3 separate regions of the Mus musculus genome follow, and regions 2 and 3 are each linked to region 1. Evidence: chromatin contacts called from public promoter capture Hi-C data. All regions are on one chromosome and are shown on one strand. Each heading gives the region's core, a stretch centred on a gene start, on an enhancer-like site or on the middle of the called end of the contact. The rest is flanking DNA. Distances are from core to core; before and after follow the strand shown.

Evidence for each region. Promoter capture Hi-C pulls out the DNA fragments that hold promoters and counts their contacts.
Region 2: a promoter capture Hi-C map of erythroid cells shows a contact between it and region 1, with 14 times the contacts expected there. The contact joins the promoter of Ccpg1 here to the promoter of Myo5a in region 1. A contact is called at or near these places in 2 of 39 promoter capture datasets (embryonic stem cells and erythroid cells).
Region 3: a contact with region 1 is called in a promoter capture Hi-C map of embryonic stem cells, with 4 times the contacts expected there. The contact joins the promoter of Dnaaf4 here to the promoter of Myo5a in region 1. A contact is called at or near these places in 2 of 39 promoter capture datasets (cranial neural crest and embryonic stem cells).

Annotation. Positions count from the first base shown.
Region 1 is chr9:75,069,914-75,074,426 of GRCm38.p6, reverse strand. Myo5a (myosin VA) reads right to left here and starts at 3,221. Exons shown (of 41, transcript NM_010864.2): 1 at 2,768-3,221. The coding sequence starts at 2,794.
Region 2 is chr9:72,983,541-72,987,805 of GRCm38.p6, reverse strand. Ccpg1 (cell cycle progression 1) reads right to left here and starts at 2,302. Exons shown (of 9, transcript NM_001286544.1): 1 at 2,133-2,302. Ccpg1os (cell cycle progression 1, opposite strand) reads left to right here and starts at 2,430. Exons shown (of 2, transcript NM_001198789.1): 1 at 2,430-2,665. The coding sequence starts at 2,639.
Region 3 is chr9:72,956,935-72,961,080 of GRCm38.p6, reverse strand. It overlaps Dnaaf4 (dynein axonemal assembly factor 4), which reads right to left and starts at 2,296. Exons shown (of 9, transcript NM_026314.3): 1 at 2,084-2,296; 2 at 352-499. The coding sequence starts at 2,206.

The sequences.
Region 1 (4,513 bases), core at 1,972-4,471:
AAGTGCTAGATCTCTGAAGCTATTAAAAGCATCAATAGATGAGCTTGCCAAATAGACAGCCACTGTTAAGTCAAGACTAGCAACTCTCTCCAGAGTTTTTAGGTGGACCTTAAATCACACAACCCAGTGATTATATTAAGACTACTAAGCCAGATATTCTATATTGGTGAATTGTACAGTATAAAATAACTCAATAATGCTGTAATTAAAAAACAAAATAGACCTTTAGCAACCCTACCTGAAAAATCAACAAATATGTTTTAACCAAAATGTCAGTCTCAAGAAACATTATATCCAGGCACTAAGCTATTTCTCTTAAATATTTAAATCTCTGGAAATTTTTATGAAATGGAAACCCTGCTAAATTGCTATGTCAAAACCATTATCATTCTAACTTAAGAAAATAAATTGAACAGTCCCATGCCCTTCACTGTAATAGAAGCTGATCTGTATCACACATCAAAATCTGCCTTAAAGGTCTGATGACAACTTTTAAAAGGGCACTTTTCATATTTACTCACATGCTGAATATCACAATTATGCCATGTCAGTAACATGTTTTTCCTTGTAATCTATCCACCACTTCCTTCTCTACAATCATCTGCAAGGGACAGACACTTGGGTTATACTGACATTTCTTCTAATGGTTTCCTTCCCTCTCCTAATACTTACTACTCTAGAATCATTCCTCTAGAATAAGTCCAACCTTTGCCATATCCAGACATCACCTATGTCCTGCTAACACATCTGCCAGCCTGTTGTTAAGGTAACAGCAGGTTATTTATGCCTTTGGAGATTCAAAGTGGGTCAAGAATATAATAAACAGACTGTGAGCCCTATGAGGAAAGGGCTATGACTTGTCCACTGTTAGAAACTCTAAACACAAGACAGAGTATTTGGTTTACAGGACACTCAATAAATATTCCTTCCTGTCATTAAACTAAGGCCCATTCACAGATCAGTGCACAAATAACTACAGAGTCAGGCTATTCTGAGGTATATCTAAATTTAGGAAAAAGCCCCTTAAGTCCCAACCTCAGTTTCAGTGACTAAATCTGTCTGTATCTAGGAAGACTATAAGATGAATTCTATTACACTGTGATGGAAACTCAAAACTTTATTATTTAAAAATGACAACACCTTCCCCAGTTTTCCCTACAAAATATTTTGTGTGGGGGCAGGGGACAAACAGATCTAGAAGTCCAGCAACTTACCACCCACCTAATTTCTGCTTATCAGCCTATAATTAGCAGGTCCAGGTTCAAGATGGGCTGATAGCAGGGGCCTGGTAGGGGGCCAGACAGGACAGAACAATGTAACAATGTGACAGCTCGTCACAGTGACATAATTGTTACTTGTATCTACTTCATACATAAATTGCAACGATTAAATGAGTTAATATTTCAAAACACTTAGAATTGTACTATGTAAGTTAAGAAGGTAACTTTTAGTCAATTTCCAATGATAGTCTTATAGAATTGCCATGCTGAAAAAAAAAAATTACTAGGTTTAGAGAAATGTTCTAATTGTACACTTCTTAAATCTAGGGCTAGAAAGAAAGTCCCAGGTTCATGCAAGCTCTTCATTTCATGGCTGGAAGAAAGTAATCATATACCTCATATTTGTTTAAAAAAAAAAAGAGTCACAGAAAGCTTTCACAACTAGTATTAAATGTGATCCTCACAACAGCTTGTAAGGAAGGACAAAAGGACAAATAAAATTCACTCTATTTACAAGTAAGAAACCTGAACCAGAGAGGTTATGTAGTTTGCCAAATGTCACACAGTTGGGTGGAAAGGTACAGATTTCTTTCCTCAAGGCTGCAATTTGGGCTCTGGGCTTATTGATGTCACGTGTGCAAGAGATGATTCCAAACTGCTAAAAGAAGAGTCCAGAAAGCTGGGGCTATCTATATATAGCTCAGTTGTAAAGGGTTTACCTAGTATGCATGAGGCCCTTACATTCAATCTCCGTGCCTGAGAGGGAGACAAAGGCAGAGACAGAGAGAGACGGGAAGAAAGAGATTCTGGTAAAAATGTAAAAACATGAACTTGAAAAGTTAAGGCAATTCTGTTGAGTGGAATTAGAGGTAATTTTAATAATCATTAGCTGGCAAAACATCCATTGAAACCGTAACATAAGATACCATGAATGCATACACCACACACTGCCCAACACAGATTTTCTAAACAGTCTCTCCAAAATACGCCATTCAGAGATTACCAGACCCTGAGAATATGGGCGTCGGTTTAAGATTGAAAAGGCTGCCACTTCCCCTAAATGAAGACCAAAAGGGAAAGGCTCGCCGGAAAGGAGGGTGAGGACACAGAGCTAACGAGGCTCTCGGGGATAACGCGCAGGTTGCAAACTCCCAGGCACCAAGAAGCCTAAGAATAAGCTCGCCATCTCCGGGCTGCATCTTCCCACAGGCTCCGCACCCCAGGGCAAATGGCAAGAACCCGGCAGCTAAAGGTGAAAGCGGACTGGCCATAACTGCAGAATCCGAAATAATCTCCCCGAGAGGCTGCTGCCTGGCGCATACCGGCACAGGACGTTATTTTAAGCACGAGTCCCGGGAGAGCGGCCCGAGCATCTGCCCAAGAGCATCCCATCCGAAATGGGCTCGGGAGGCAGAGCAGGGAGGTACAGCCGGGCAAGGAGGTACAGCCGGGCAGTGGGGTGCAGTCCGGTGGAACCTGCCGGTCCTACAGCCACGGTCCCGGCCGCGCGACCCCTCCCCAGGACAAGGCTCTGCGGCGCGCGTTACCTTGGTGTAGAGCTCGGACGCGGCCATGGCGGGCCCAGCGCCGACGCCCCCCGCCTAGGCGGAGGCCGCAGCTCGCGTGGCGGCCGCCCGCGCGGGTGAAACGGTGGCGGGCGGGGAGCAGGGGAAGGGCCGGGCCGGGCAGGGCGGGCCAAGCTGGCGGGCGGGCCCGGGCGGGCCGGGGCGGGGCGCGTCAGGCGCTAGCGGCGGGCGGGAGCCTGACAGTCATCACCTCCAGGGCTCGGCGGCCGCGTGAGCCCGAGGCGCGTGCTCGGGGGACTCGGGTACCAGCCTCCGCGGCCGTCGCCGCCTCAGTCTCCCCAAGCCGCCTGGTCCACACACACAGCCCTTGCGGTCTCTTCAGTCGCCTCGCGTCCTCAGCGCCCCCTCGCTCCCTCAGTTTCCTCAGCCGCTTCGCCTCCTTAGAGGCCTGGTCTCTGTAGCCTCCTCTGTCTCCTCCGCGGCGCGCGATGCCGCCGCCGCCGCCGCCGCCGCCCTGTGCATTGTGGGAGCGGGAGGAGGCTGCGCTCGAGCGCTGCCACCGCGATCCCTCCCGGCTCTTTCGGGCTCACGCTGCCTCCCATCGGCGGCGGGCACCGAGCATCCTCGGCCCATGCGGCTGGCATCCCAAACCTGCTTTGGCGGAGTGGCCCCCCACAGTGTGCGCGAAGGTGGGGCAGTGAGGGAGCGCGTCCCGCTCGAGGTAGCGACGGTTAGAGTGCCCGCGTAGACCCGGCAGCCTCAAGGCTGCTCCTCCTGGCCCTGCTGTTTGTAGGGAGAGGACTTGAGGTAGGGGAGGGTTCGGGAAAGGCCTTTCTGAGAACCTGCAACTCCAGAAGAGACTTGCTCACGGCAGGGCGGGAAGCTGCACCACCCGGAATTTGAAGGATGCTCAAGGTCACTCTGCATTTGGGTTTGCACCCTTGGTGATGCAAGGACATAGGGTGGCCTCTAACACACAGAAACTCCAATGAACCTGAAAACAAGATGGCACTGGGAAATGGCCCATCTTAGACTTGGGCGTTTACATAGGTTCGCCACCATTCAGAATGAGACCTTTGTTCTGCTGATCGTGACAGCACTACCTGATGCTGATCCTGGAGTCACCTGAAAACGGCAACCTACTGAGAGAAACTCAAGTGTTTGCAGTCTTGACGCAGTCTATTCCGTGCCCTTACACGGACACAGGAATGTGGTCTTTTTCATCCCAACATGTTCTCTCCAGCCACACTTTCGTGCTCACTTGGAATACTCTTTAAAATTTTTAGCCTTTTAAAATGTGTCCATCTTCCTTCTTTAAACCTTAAGTTGTGGCCAGTGCCTATCATGGGAATCCAGTTTTATTGTTTGGCTTGTTGGGTTTTGAGACAGGTCTCACTAAGCAGCCCGGGTTTTCTTCAAACTCGCCATCCTCCTGCCTCTGCCTTGTGAATGGTGAAATTTTAGAGACATGGTTCTGAGACCAGTACAATGGCAGTCAAAGCACAAGCCTGACTCCCTAGTTATGTCTGAACATGAGGTGGGTATTTGAAGGAAGACTGTTCACCACTTTGATGTTTCTGGATTCCATCCTTTCTTTGTCTGCCTGTGAAAGGAGACAAAATGTACTTTGAGCCAGCAGAGCATCCAAAGCAATGAGTTGAGCTCCTGTCTCTTACACTTCCTTCATGCCTGTAGAAGGTGCCTGTTTCCTTACCCTCTAGATATTAGCTACCGGTCAGGACAGTTGAGGAATACTGAGTATGATGG
Region 2 (4,265 bases), core at 1,053-3,552, 2.1 Mb after region 1:
CGGCTACCCTGTTTGGACTGTGTACTGCTTTGTCCTTTTTTGGAAACTGGATCTTGTTGTGTAGCTCAGATTGGCCTTAAATTTCCAATTGTTCTGCCTATGCCTCCTAAGCTATGTTAGACCTAGGCCATTACACTAACTTCTTTATTTACTTTTAGTTTTTAAGCCCAACACCCAGCCCCACAGCCCCCCACCCCCATCTCTGTGCATCTGTGTTCAGAGGACAGTGAGCAACTTATGGGGGGTCAGTTCTCTCCATCCTGTGGGTTCCAGAAATGAACCTCTGATGGCAGACTTGTTCAGCGAGTCCCCTTACCCATGGAGACACCTTGCCAGCCCATTTACTTTAGAAAGTCATACTTAAAGAATCTAAAGATAATGGAGGCAAGAGCATGTAGAATTCAAGGCTACATAGCCAACTGGTAGCTGGCCTGGGCTATATGAGATGCTGTCTTTTAAAGATTTCAGAGCTGAAGAAACAGCTCAATGGTGGAGAACAAATACTAGGAGGACAGTTCCCAACTCTTCTGGTCTCCACAGGCACTGCATACACAAGCTGCCTTTACAGCAGACAAAACATACAAAAACACATCTTTTAAAAAAAAAAAAAAAAAAAAAAAGGTGGTGCATCCCCAGAAAACACAGTAAAGCGTAAAGAGGTCAGTTTAGTTTCACATCCTAGACAATCACCTTCATAACTAAATATCCTTAAAACTCCAATGGAAACACAACAGTCTATTCTTTGGCTTACAGTACAAAACTGGTTCTAGGAGTTGTTCTGATCATCCTGGGGCTTAAACTCAGGGCCTCACATACATTAAGCAAGTACTGTACCAAAGAACTACATTCTCCGGTCTTTTTATACAGAAATATGCTCTCCACTATATTGCTCAAGTGGTCTCAAACTTGCCATTCCCCTGCTTCAGTTTCTAAATATCTGGGGTACCACCTTTAACTGGAATTTCAACTTTGGTGTAACAGGGTTAAAACAGCATTTACAGCAGGCTCCATGGTACCCAACTACGATCACAGTGCCTAGGACGCTTAGGCAAGAGAACTCCCAGGTCTAGCCTGGGATATATTAGTATCAGGACAGCCAGAGATACACAGCAAGAAAAAAAAGCCAAAAGCATTAACTCACCCTTAACAACCTTCTCAGTTCCCCTGTGACTTGAGCTTGTCAGAATAGCAAACTACTCACACCAGTTATACATGATAAATATCCCCTGAGAAATCTAAGACCTATTAAGATTGGGATCTTAAAGTTAGTCGGTGGACTCAGAAGGCAGAGGCAAACGGATTTCTGAGTTGGAGGTCAGCTTGGACTACAGTGCAAGTTTTAGGATAGGTGGAGATACACAGAGAAACCCTACCTCAAAAAACAAAAACAAACAAACCAAAAAAACCCAATCCACCCACTCCAAAAAAAAAAAAAAAAGGCGAAAGAAAAAATATTGGGTCTTTAAGATAGTTAGTGCTGACATTTCAAACATTATGTGACCTTGCTGGAAAGGTCTCATAGCACCCCTAACTGAGAATAACCAACTGGTTGCCCTTTCTAGGGACAAGCAGCCCCATACAGCCAATAAAGCAAAAGTGGGAGAGGGCAGTGCATGATGGTTCACCCTTAAGGAAAACACCCCAGCTGGTTGCGGTCTAGAACTCGGGCGCTGCCCCTGGCAGAGTTGGGATAAATGAGAGGTAAACACAAACGACACACGCGCAGCTGCTACTTAGGACAAGCCGTCAGCCTAACAAACGCTGGTAAGGACCCGGAGGGGAAGCGTGAAGAACGGGCGGAGAACAGGCTTCGGGGCTGAATAGGAGTATACTTCTGGGGTGCACACTTTTCTATTCCTGACACCTGGGACCTCCGAGCCGGCTCAGAGTGACGCACGCGGCATCTCAGCATACGGATGCAGCTGCACCTGAATCCCGGGGCGCCCAGCTCCGAGCTCGCGGGGCTGCAGCCTGCGAGCCCGCGCCTAACACCTGCCAGGTCGCGCCCTCCGCCCGAGGTCGCCCGAGGACCAAGGCATCCACCAGGAGAAAGCCTCCCGGCGCTGCGCCCGAAGGTACGAGTTGCAGCCCGCGGCCGCCCCATCAGCCCGACCTGCGCCCCAGGGTCTTACCCGAAGACAGCGCCTCTTCCGCCCGACCGCGCCAGCTGTCACCGTGGCGGCGTCCGCGCTCCAGACGCCAGTGACGCCTCATAAAAACAACAACCTGCTCGCAGGCGTCCGCAGCGGGGAAGCGGTGGCAGGCGCGGCGCAGCAAGGCATGCTGGGACTTGAAGTTCCTCCTACGTCTCCTGCCAGCTCGCGGCGAGCAAAAAGAACTACGACTCCCGAAGATGCGTACGGCCCGCACCCCTGAGGCTACCGGAAGCTGGGCGGAGCGACTGCGGATCTCCACAACATCCGGGCTCCCACGCCTGCAGCCGGTTGCCACGGAGACGGGCTGCCACACTGGAAGACGGAGGGTTTCCACCCACCGTCTTCCTCCCCAGAAATTGTAGTTTACGGGACTCCGATCGTCTTGCTGTTGCTTTCCGTCGGTTCTGTAAGAAGACTGGGCCCTACGCCTTCGCCAGACTTCTCGCTATCAGGAAAGAGTTGCTTTTGCCGAAGAGATTAAGATGGCGAGAGAGACAGACTGCGACTTGGTGGGTTTGGGCAGAGAGCTAGATGCTTTTGAAAGTCGAATTCATAATAGTGTTTGAGGCACCATCTACTCCCACTCACTAGTCACCAAGCTGTTATATTTACAAGTTTAAATGCACGATCCACAAAGTAATTACTCTGAAGGTGTATAGGAGGCACCTCACTACAAATGATCTTTTGTCCAGGATGGTTTTTGTTTTGCATTATCTATTTGCAGTCGTGGGGATCGAACTCAGGGACTTGTGCATGGTAGGTAATCTCTGTTCTACTGAACTACACCTCCCAGCCCTAGAACCTTCATGTTTTTGTCACTTAGAGTATGCCTAGTCTAAAAGGATGGAAGAGGGTGAATAGGAGTGCACTCACCCCAGAGGGAAGTTACCGTTCCTCTGTCCCCTACCTGTCTAGTGAGTAAACAGTAAAGGAAACCATTCAACAAGCTGATGTTGGGCAAAAGCTAGTTCACATTTAGATCTGATATTTGTGTTGCTGTAACTAGGGATTGAACCTCAAGCCTCACACAAGCTAAGAAAGCCCTCTACAAAGGAGGTAGATCCCTAACCCCTCGTTTTTGTTTGGGTGAGAGGGGAGTTCTGGGTGGTGGGTTTTTTTTGAGACAGAGCTTCTCAGAGTAACTCGGGCTGACTTTAAATTCTTTGTGTAGCTGGCACTGAATTCCAGAACCCCTTGCCTTTATTTCCCAAGTGTTAGGATTACAGGCCTATGCTACTACACTCTGCTCTTCCAACTTGGTGAACAGGCGAAAATTTAAATAACAAAGCTGGCTTTACAGTGAGTGGGTTTGTAAAGTGGTACTTACTTTGATTACTTATGAGCTGTAGACGAGATAGCACGGTCCCCCATGACTTGGTGTAGATAAGACACCTGGTGACTTGGATTATTGAAGTGACTTTTTAAAATCATTAAATCTAGACCTGAAGGTGATTGTGTTAGTCAGGGTTCTCTAGAGTCACAGAACCTATGGATAGTCTCTATATAGTAAAAGAATTTATTGATGACTTACAGTCCCCAGCCCAATTCCCAACAATGGTTCAGTCGCAGCTGTGAATGGAAGTCCAAGGATCCAGCAGTTACTCACTCAGTCTCACACAGCAAGCAGGCGAAGGAGCAAGAGCAAGACTCCCTTCTTCCAATGTCCTTATATTGTCTCCAGCAGAAGGTGTAGCCCAGATTAAAGGTGTGTTCTACCACACCTTTAATCCCGGATGACCTTGAACTCGGAGATTTAATCCTCTGGAATCCATAGCCACTATGCCTCAAGATCTCCATACCAAGATCCAGATCAGAATCTTCTATCTCCAAGCCTCCAGATAAGGGTCACTGGTGAGCCTTCCAATTCTGGATTGTAGTTCATTCCAAATATAGTCAAGTTGACAACCAGGAATAGCCACTACAGTGATTTAGGGCTTTTTGTTTTGTTTTGTTTTGTTTTGTTTATAATGTAGAATAGAGTTTATTTAGGGCTTGTGGAGGGGAGTTAAGAGAGTAGTAGAAGCAGAGAAAGGCAGAGAGAAGGAGAGAGTAGAGAAGTAGAGACCAGCCATGACCATGTGGAGAAAGGAGGAAGGGAAAGGGAGCAAG
Region 3 (4,146 bases), core at 1,047-3,546, 2.1 Mb after region 1:
GTACCACCACCGCCCAGCATTAACTTGCTTTATTGAGGAGAGAAGCACTTATACTGATCTGGATAAGGCTTCTTTAGATCTAATTCCATAAAATGTGGAAACCTGATGGAGACAGCATCTTTTATATGGCGCAGGGTGGTTTAGCACTGTGATCCTCTTACTTCAGCCTCTTAAGACCTGAGACGTGTAAGCAAGCATCACCTGGAGTCACCATGACAACCGGAGGGGGAAAAATATTTTTTGAGACAAGGTTTCATGTAGCCCAGCTTTCTGATATTGGCTTACAGGTACATACTGAGCTCTCGTGAATGGCACCCAGCTCAAGTGAACAACTTTCACTTAAAAACTTACCACCCGGCACAGAAAGGCTATCCCACAGAACTGGCTCCTTTTTATACAATGTGAAAAGAATCGTGTCATTTCCAATCTTGGCTTTGCTCTTCCCATCATCTATAGGAGCATAGAGAAACAGCTCAAATAAAAATGGAGGAAAGTTAACCTGTTCAGACGAGAGAGAGAGAGAGAGAGAGAGAGGCATTGAGTTAGTTACACAAATTAAAGACACTGCCATCTTAAAAAAAAAAAGCTGGAGAGACAGCTCAGTGGTTAAGAGCACTTATTCTTGTAGACAACCTGGGTTCTGTTCCCAGCACCCACATGGAAACTCCCAACCCTCTGAAATCCAGTTCCAGGGGATCTGACATCCTCATCTGAACTCCTAGGGCATCAGACAAGCACATGGTACACATTCATGCACAGAGCCAAATCTGCAACACACATCAATAAAGGTAAATCAAAAAAATTTACAACCGTTTATTCCAGAAAAAAAAAAAAAAAAAAGCAAACATGCTAGGGTGGGGACATAGTTCCTGGTGTGGTGTCCCAGGCCTGTTATCCGGGCACTCAGGAGGTAGAAGCAGGGTGCTCAGACATCCCAGGCCATTCTCAGCTACGAAGTGAGGGAGCCAGTTTGAAGCCAGCCCTCCCCTTCTCCATCCCGGTGTGTGTGTGTGTGTGTGTGTAAAATGTTTCTCAAAACCCCACTGAATTTATTCCAGGCAGCATAATTTAGCAAAGCATATGAGGACGCAATAGATGAAAGCAAATCTGGAACCTGAATATGTCTAGATGACACCACACTGACAACAGATTTGTTTTTGTTGTTGGTTTGGTTTTTTTGTTTTTTTTTTTTAGATATTTTTGTTTGGTTGGTTGGTTGGATGGTTGGTTTTGTTTTGCTTTGTTTTTTGGTTTCTCGAGACAGGGTTTCTCTGTGTAGCCCTGGCTGTCCTGGAACTCACTCTGTAGACCAGGCTGGCCTCGAACTCAGAAATACGCCTGCCTCTGCCTCCCAAGTGCTGGGATTAAAGGTGAGCACCACCACTGCCCAGCTGTTGTTTTAATGACAACGTTGTGCGCATGTGTGTGGGTCTGAGTGCCATGGCACGCAGGAGGAGGTCAGAGAATTGTGAGAAATTGGTTTTCTCCTTTCTGGGGACGGAACTGCAGCTGTCAGGCTTGGTGGTAGTGCATTAACTCATTGGCCCATCTCAGCAGCTTTAGACTTGTTTATCAACTTTAAGTTGAGGTTTAGCCAGGGATGGGAGAGCATCCCATTAATCCCAACACTTGGAAGTCTGAGGCAGGAGGATTGCCAGTGTGGGCTACAGAATAAGACACCCTCCACCCTGCTCACACCCCTGTAGCTATTGGGGCTGGAGAGATGGTTCAGTGGTTAAGAGCACTTATTCTTCCATCCTGCGTGGCTCACAACCATCTGTAACTCTAGTTCTAGGAGATCTGACCCCCCTCTTCTGGCCTTCGCAGGCATTTGCACACACCTGATGCACACTCATGAATGCACGCATTCATACATTTAATATATACATAGTTACTAGAGATGTAGCTCAGTGGCTTGGCATACACAGGATGCTGGGTTTGATCCTTAGCATAACAAAAATAAATTAATTAAGGGTAAAAAATGTAAATTAAAAATTAACTTTAAAAAAGTAAAGCCATGGACACTCTACAAGACAGCTCCTGCTCCCGGGGCGCACAGCAACTGCATCTCCGCCCCGCCCACCTTCAGGTAACTTTCCCCACAGAATACGTCAGCATCGCGCACGCAGACGCCCCGCAAAGGCAGCGACAGGAAGATCGTGGCCGGCGTCTGCTGCCAGCTGAACTCGCTCACTCGCACTGGCATGGCGGGACCAGGGACTGCACAGCCACTTTACGTCGCTAGGAAGCCGATCGGGTTGCTAGGGAAGCGGGGATTGCGGGGTTGCCATCACTTCCGGCCCTTAGGGTCCTTCCGGGTCAGGGGTCCAGTAGGACCCTCGGTCTCCCACTATGTTGGGTATTGCAGTTGTCGGTAGTCCTACTTGAGTCTGGAGTATCTGTGTCCCCGCTGCCTCTGAGAGAATGAGGACGAAGTAGAGCAGAACACGGAAACGAGAGGGCTCGGGGACAGGAGACTGCCGTGCGCAGGCACTGCTTCCCAGAGGATCCGAGTTCGAGGCTCAGCACCCGTGCTCGGCGTCTCTCAAGCGCCAGGAGCTCCAATCTGATACCCTCTTCTGGCTTCCGAGGGCACCGCACTCACACGCAGGCACAACTTAATTACATACAAATAGTTTAAAGTGACTTTTTGCTAAAGGAGAAGAGAAGCTGTGGTGTGGCTCCCTGGGAGAGGCTGGGTTGTATTCCCAGCTCTGGAAAGGAAAAAGCTTGGAGCTTTAGGATGCAGAGGGATATGGGTCGGCAGAGCTGGAATGTGTACATTGTGACAGCAAGGCACATTTAGAGTCAGGACGTTTGGTTTGCTCTGACCATTTGCTGTGTGGTAGCCTGTAATCTCACGACTTGAGCAGAGCCCTCAGTTGGAGACCCACCCTGATAAACACAAATATTCTGTCTCAAAATACAAAGCAACGTTTGATGTTCAGGGGCTGACGCCGTCACCCATCCTAGGAGCACTGGTGTGTACATTCCCTTAACCCTGGGAAGGGACCTAAACTTCAATTTTTGAGACCCAAAAGCCTCACAATAAACTTTGCTGCAATTCCATAGTAGGATCTATTGGATTTAAACTGATCCATTTCCCAGTAGCTTACACTGGACTTCAATAATACACACCGAACTTCAGCTGCCAAGAAACTTGAAGGCCGTGTAGTTCAGCCCAACGTCTTTAGTGCCATGTGCATTGTTAGCAGAAAAATGACTGAGATCTTTCATTTATTCTAAATGCTCCTTCTACACTACTTCCTTAGGCCCAGTTTCTACATTACGCGAGTCTGATGTGAATGATAAATGTAATTAAGTACTAGAGAAGTTATTTGCACATAGAATGCTGCATTTTAAACTAGAAAAAAAAAGTTTGGAGAGCATTTAGGGAAATGTTTAAACTCCAGCATAATTTATTGCAGAAAGTTTAGGATCAGTAGAGTTGGTGTTAGTATCTCTCCCTTCCTGATCCTGACCTGTTTTGTCAGCAGATCATTATCTCAAACTTCTGCTCCTTTGTCAGTCCTTCTGAGCAGAGAACCTAACATCCTGCTGATTTGTTTCACTTTCATCCTGCTTTTTGCCATTTCCCTCTTTTTATTCTATTCTTGTTCCTAGCATGTTGTCTCAAGCTCTTGTGTCTTTTCTGGCTTCTACAGGCACTGTATACACACACAGACACACACACACACACATACACACATGCACATACTTAAAAATAAAAAATTGGGGCTGGTGAGATGGCTCAGTGAATAAGAGCACCGACTGCTCTTCCAAAGGTCCTGAGTTCAAATCCCAGCAAACACATGGTGGCTCACAACCATCTGTAATGAGATCTGGCGCCCTCTTCTGGTGTGTCTGAAGACAGCTACAGTGTACTTACATATAATAAATAAATAAATCTTTAAAAATAAAGATAAAAAAGAAGTCAGGCAGTGTGCCAACACACCTTTAGTCCCAGTGCTTGGGAGGCAGAGGCAGGCATCTATTTCTGAGTTCGAGGCCAGCCTGGTCTACAGAGCAAGTTCCATGACAGGCAAGGCTGCACAGAGAAATCCTATCTTGGAAAACCAAATAAATTATAAAATACTAAAGGACTTGATGGGCTGAGGAGGTAGCTCAGGTGGTAGAGAGCTTGCT